Regions from separate parts of the Rattus norvegicus genome. Here region 1 is linked to region 2. The links are chromatin contacts, called in public Hi-C maps. All regions are on one chromosome and are shown on one strand. Each heading gives the region's core, a stretch centred on a gene start, on an enhancer-like site or on the middle of the called end of the contact. The rest is flanking DNA. Distances are from core to core; before and after follow the strand shown.

The links. A called contact is a pair of places that touch in the nucleus more often than the background predicts.
Region 1: a contact with region 2 is called in a Hi-C map of hepatocytes, with 2.5 times the contacts expected there. The contact joins two enhancer-like sites. A contact is called at or near these places in 10 of 12 Hi-C or Micro-C datasets (the A7r5 cell line, Schwann cells, frontal cortex and 6 more).

What each region holds. Positions count from the first base shown.
Region 1 is chr2:117,210,479-117,213,924 of GRCr8, reverse strand. No RefSeq gene overlaps it. Among named protein-coding and RNA genes, the nearest start is that of Zfp639, 11 kb to the left of the region's middle. Within about 2 kb of position 1,289, at least 2 of the 93 cell types and tissues checked have an H3K27ac peak or open chromatin away from gene starts, as enhancers often do.
Region 2 is chr2:117,033,340-117,036,571 of GRCr8, reverse strand. Zmat3 (zinc finger, matrin type 3) reads left to right here. Exons shown (of 6, transcript NM_022548.2): 6 at 1-2,055. Among named protein-coding and RNA genes, the nearest start is that of Zmat3, 30 kb to the left of the region's middle. Within about 2 kb of position 1,786, at least 4 of the 93 cell types and tissues checked have an H3K27ac peak or open chromatin away from gene starts, as enhancers often do.

The sequences.
Region 1 (3,446 bases), core at 40-2,539, 180 kb before region 2:
CATGGGGGTTTCTGTGGAACACCTGACAGGGCTACATGTAACAAGTTAGCAGCCTAGGACACAGGTTGGAAGACATAGGACATCTTCAGGATAAAGAATCTTGTTTGAAAATTACAGGAAATGTCAGGGAGAACGCCCTATTCAGGGTCTCATATCTTCAGGCCTTGATCCTGCTTCACTGTCATTTTAGCATGAAATTGCTCTATATGAAAAAAATGTTCTATGTCAGTCATCTTCACAGCAAAGCATATAATATTAATTATTTGAGACTTTCATACAATGCACTCTGCCTTAGTTAGGGTCCCCATTGCATGAAGAGACACCATGACTAAGGTACTCTTATACAGGACAACATTTAATTGGGGCTGGCTTACAGTTTCAGAGGTTCAGTCCATCATCATCAAGGTGGGGGAAGCATGGCAGCATCCAGGCCGACATGGTGCTGGAAAAGCTGCTGAGAGTTCTATATCTTGTTCAGAAGGGAACCAGGAGAAGACTGTCTCTTGGCAGCTAGGGGGAGGGTCTCAAGGCCCACCCCCACAGTGACACATTTCCTCCAATGAGGCCACACCTACTCCAACAAGGCCATGCCTCCTAATAGTGCCACTCCCTATTGGGCACTATTATTAAATAGGGCCAAGCATATTCAAACACCTAAGTCTATGGTGGCCAAAGCTATTCAAACCACTACACACTCCAATCTTACTTTCTCCCCATTCCTCCCAGGTCCACCCTGGCACCCACAAACACAGACACAGACACAGACACAGACACAGACACAGACACAGACACACACACAGACACAGACACAGACACAGACACACACACACACACACACAGAGAGAGAGAGAGAGAGAGAGAGAGAGAGAGAGAGAGAGCCAAGTTCAATTTGTATTGTCCATATTCTCATTTGATCACAATCAGACTCCCAGTGACCAACCCATTAAAAAACCTGAGAACTCCCCCTCAACATTACTCCCCAGAAGCCAACAACTGGGAAGGGCTACACTTCAACATCAAAGAGTGGAGTAGCAGTGATGGCAGACACAGGCGTCAGGTTGAGTTACAAAAGTAGCAAGATGGCCAGCTATTCATCGGCTGAAACAACTGAACAGTTCAAAAGTGTCCAGGAGGGCAGGAAAAGGGATGACAGGAATAGAGAGAGGGCAGGGGACTGAAGCTGGAGAAACAGAGAAGTCTCTAAGGAGCCAGAGGCCAGATCACAGGCTCTGGTTGCCAGCAGGGTTCCAGAGAACTGTCTTCAAGATTCCAGACCCCAGGCCAAGAGCTGTAACCTTAGCTAGTGTTAAGGGACCAAGGAATCTCTACTTCCTAGCCCAGCACAACAGCTGTACTTAAGAGTCCTGCAAGAAGGCTGTAAGAAGAACATTGTTGCTCTTCCCACCTGTCTGCTGTTGTCAATCACTGCAGCCAGAAGCTGAGAGAAGCAAAAGATACCAAAGGCAGGCACCGGAAGAGCTTTCTCATGTCCCACCTAGGTAGGGAGGGCAAAGGGTCTGTCCACCAGCTGATTATGAACAATATTTGAAACTATCAGGATTAGCTAGGTCTGGTGACATAAGCCTGGAAGCCCTGCTCCTTGGGGGATGGGGCGGAACATCACACGCAGAATGCTTGTTTCATGCCTTGTTTATGTAACTGCAGTCGGTGGCGGTCTCTGCCTACAAGAACGTTCAGAGTTAAACATGTGTTACCTTCGCTGGGTGGAGGGGGGTGTGGGTAGCAATGCAGTGTCTTAGGGTTTCTATTGCTGAAAGAAACACCATGACCAAGGCAACTCTTATAAGGGAAAACATTCAACTGGGGACTGGCTTACAGGTTCAGAGGTTCAGTTCATTATCATCATGGCAGGAAGCATGGGAGCTTCCAGGCAGACAAGGTGCTGGAGAAGGAGCAGAGTTCTGCATCTTGATGGGAAGGCAACCATGGAGAGACTGGCTTCCAGGCGCTAGGAGGGTCTCAAAGCCCACGCCCAGGGTTGGGGATTTAGCTCAGTGGTAGAGCGCTTGCCTAGCAAGCGCAAGGCCCTGGGTTTGGTCCCCAGCTCCGAAAAAAAGAAAAGGAAAAAAAAAGAAAGCCCACGCCCACAGTGACACACTTCCTCCAACAAGCCATGTCTCCTAATAGTGCCACTTCCTGGCATTATTCAAACCACTACAGGCTTCTTGGAGAATTGTTAGGGATTAGCCAAAGGACTAAGAGGAGGACGGCGACTGGGCATAGGGAAGGCGTGGACAAAGGCAACTGTGCTTCACCAGGTGTCCTAGACCCATTCATTCCTGCTGCCGAGATGAACTAGAAAGGCAGCCCAGAGACGGTGCTTTTTAGCTCATAGTGAACCTCCCAGGCCTCTCACTGTATTAATCTGTATTAATTTGTTTTGAAGTTTTAAATTTTCACTACTACTACTTTTCAATTTTTCCCTTTATTTTAAAGTGTGTGTGTGTGTGTGTGTGTGTGTGTGTGTGTGTGTCCTTCTTTAGAAGACATCCCTCCACCTCGACTTTTGAAGCAGGTTACTCATTGGCCTGGAATTCTCCAAGTGGCTGGGCTAACTGGCCAGGAAGCCCAGGGTCCTGCTGTGTCTGCGTCCCCTGCCCTAGGATTACAAACATAAGCCACCTCACCTGGCTTTTTAGATGGGCGCTGGGGTTCAAACTCGGATCTTCATGCTCCTCCAGCAATCATTTTACTGTCTGAGCCATCTCCTAAGGTCTACTTTTACTCTCTTGAGACAGGGTCCTACGTAACTGAGGCTGGTCTGAAACTTACTGTGCAGCCAAAGAAGCTTGACCTCTGACCCTCTGACCTCTACCTCCTAAGAGCTGGTATCACAGGCATGTATCATCAAGCCCAACTAAGGCTCAGTCAGTTCCCATGCTGGGGTAGGGCCCACAGAATCCCCCTTGTGTAGGTTGATGTCTTTATGCAGGTGAAGGCAGACAAGTTAGGCCAAGGCCATGATTGGACAGTAAAAATATTAAGGCGGGGACAAAGCTTTTGTAAGTCAGGAGATAAGGAGAAGAGAGACGAATCTAGACAGAGACGGGGAAGGATGACCCAGATCAGGGTGGTCTTGAATTGCCAAGGTAGCTGGGATGAATTTCTGTAGGCAAATTTATCTTATCTAGGTGGGCAGTTTATATCCTGACCAATTGGTTATAAGTTTATTGTATGGATGTACTGTGGATTGAGAATTTAACATATAAATCTGATTGTTGGGTTAGTTTGTTGAGTCTTGATTTTAATGGGTAGTTGGTAGTTTATTAGAGTATAAACTTCCAGGGGGCAGTAGTTGGGAGTGTGGGTAAAGTCCGTGGCAAGGAGCCTTGATAGGCCAGCCCCACGCTGGACTTCTAGAATCCTGATTTTACTGGGTAGCTGAAACCAGAGAGTTCACAGCTAGCAGAGAGCCACTGGGAGAG
Region 2 (3,232 bases), core at 537-3,036:
CTAAAATTCCTGAGGTCTTTATGATCTTTTGAACATACAATTAAACCAATTTTCATGTAGAAATAGTAACATTTGCCTCAGAATTTTATTACGAAGAATTTTGGACATTTGTCAAAGTGGAAAACATTTTGGAGTACACCTACCTAACTCTTCTATCTCCTACTATTGACATTTCCCCACTCGTGTTCCTTCCTATCTCCCATGAGCCAATTGCTGTGTTCTTCTGTCTGCCCCTCAGGACGGATGGCTCTATACATTTCAGACAGCGTCCATACCATGGGCAGCATACACTAGGATTAATATTTAAATGTTAATGTCTTAGGAAGACCGCATGTGTAGGTCTTAACCTAAGCCAGTAAACAGTCTCTGTTCTCTCCTGTGGATATCAGTCTTCCTTGTCTCTGTTCTTGAGTGTGCTTAGAGTTTCCAACAAGTCTGCACCAGGTTCCCTGGCCCACAAACCTTATGTTCCGGACAGGACTTGCTGTGAACTCCCAGGCGCTATAACCATTCGCCTCCTATGCCTGTACATAGCAGGATTAAACTTGGAGACAACAGTTCTGTCCACTGAGGGGTGGGCAAGCCTTAGAGCAGTCTCCAGCTTTCCCCCAGTCATGTCAGGGAAAACTGCCGTCTGCCTCCATCCTGTGCCCACCCTATGTGGCCAGCTCTGCAGAACTGAAGGGGTTTGCTCAGGTTGGATGGATCGGATGGGTAGGACCAAATCACAGGCCAACCCTGAGTGCTCTTAGGTTGTAACCTTAGGCTTCCAGTGTAACTGAACACTTCCTTTGTGCCCTTAGAAGGACTGTATTTATTTTCTACCAATTACAATTTTAGTTTTAGACATTTCACAGTTCTCTTCCCGTGGTCATTTGTTGTTTTGCGATGCTCCATGTAGCTCAGGTGAGTCAATTCTACCACGCAGCCAAGGGTGACCTTGAACTCCCCCGATCCTCCTGCCTCCACCTCCTGGTGCTGGGATTACAGGCATGTACCACCATGCCAAGCTATGAATAAATTGTAGTTTTAATTACGTCCAAAGCAATTGCTAAAATCTCACTGCACTGTTGAACACCGACTCATGCAGGGTCTGCCTGATTGTTTCACTATTGCAAATGGTGTTCCCATCACTGACTCGCCCATGCACTCTCTACCTGATGCTTTTTTTTGTTTAAGAAATGACTCCATATGTCAGGGAGAGCGATATTGATTGTCTTAGGGCAAAGCCCTATTGGGAACAAACCCTCCTGGAAGTGGCTGGTCGGTCGTTGTTCTGCCTTCTTCTGGTTATCTGATCACCCACCAAAGGTTCTGTAAGCCAGTGTGTCATTTTGTAAGTCTCATGTTGACTCTGTTCACCTGTCTTCCCGCCCCCCCGCCCCCTCCCCCCGCATGGGTTTTGTGTGTCGTCTTTGAAATGCCTTATTGGGTATGCCAGGCTCTGCTGTCGAGCATCCCAGCTGTCTGCTGAGACATACATATCCTCCCTGGGATGTGCTCTTGATCTGGAAGCAACACTGACCTAGCTTTCAGTATCAAGGGTGCATTTTAACACAGCTATTGTCTTAAGTTAGAAATGAAGCAGGAAGCCGAGAGAGTGTGGAACCCTTCATGTGATCAGTGTGGTGACCTGTAAATGTGCTTTTGCTGTTTCACTGGAAGGGACGCAGCTAAGAAACGCCAGTCCAAACCCGAAAGTGGGGCTGTGTCATATATCACGCCCTCCACTTGTCACTTGGCCATTGAGAATCTGAGCAGGCCATCGGGCAGTGGGCCAGTCTCTATGTTCTGGGGCTACAGAGCTGACTGACGTCACCGGATTCAAACCAATCAACTGTGAATTGTGAAACTGAAGTTGTTCTTTCGGTTTTTATCTCCCTCAGCCTATTAAGTGTAGAAGTCCGAATGTCATTTAAGCTTAGACCACTTATGTTGGCTCATCTTGGCTGTGTACTCTCATGTATGTACTGATTTCTGATAAAGGCTTGATGATACTGTAACGGACTTTCTGTGTTCAGTTCAATAAAACAGTTTCTGAGTCTCATCTCAAAAGTGTGTGGTTATGAATGGGAGACGAAGGGCGCCCAGTGGTCAGCACACAGGTGTTATCCACACACTGCGGATGAGCTGTGAGTTCCCATTCACGCCGCATGTGCTCTACCGTGTGCTTTCCGTGGCTTAGGACACTGAATTTGCAGACTTGCTGTGGGGTTCGCTTAGCTATCCGTCCACCCCACCTTCCTTCCCAGCTAGCCCGGGACCTGTGAGTATTCTGCTTTGTGATACCTTCCAATATTTATGTTCCCTTCAAATTCTGAGAAAACGAGCCCAGAAGCAGGCTGACCACTGCCTCTGGAAAGAAACACACAAGAGAGCAGAAGCTCAGTCATGCCTTGGGCGTTTCACCTGTAAAATGGGTATAATCCCTGTGAAACACAGTCCTCACAATCTCTGGAGTGCTGTGTGGTGCGTGGATCATGCCTTGAGTGTAAATGTTTGAAAAGCAGAGTGTAAGCTCTAAAATGGCGTGAGGAGGGGCATCAGAGGTGTCTACGTCACAGGACCCTTGCAGTTTCTCTGCCTGTAGACGTCCTGAGATGGGGACCTTAACAGCTGCTTGTAAGACAGCCCTGGACAGTCCCAGGCTGCCAGTGACCTGATGGAAGAGTGTGAAGGCCACACCCAGTGTTTGTGAAGAGCCTTTAAGACTTGTCTCCTGAGCTCAGTGCAACAAGAGTATTAATAGGACTGAGATATAATCCTAGTTCAAATGTGCCTAGCACACGTGTAGCCCCCTAACATACTTGAGATGTGCACCTGCCCTGGGACTGTGTCTGAGATGGAGTGCTCCTGACAGCGGGCAGATGTAGACCTGCCTTTGGAAGAGAGAAGCTGGTGCGTTAAGCTTGGCATTTGGGTTTTTAAGTATGTAATTAGAGCTTCAAATGTACTTAGGATGGCAGCCTTCCCTCCAGACAAGAACAAGATGGCTTTCATATTAGCTTCATTTTCTAATCTTTGTTAGCCAGAGGCTCTTTCGCTCTGATTTCAACAACAGTGCACCAGGTTATAGACGTGTCCCACAGGTATGTAGTGCCACCTTGTGGACTCATCAAAGCTTGTAGCTAGCTGTTGTGATGACCTTAATGATTTTAGGATTTAGCTTAACTTGCAGACAATATGAGTTTTACTGGTAAGTGAAGCAAAACTTAGATTAATTCGAAAATAA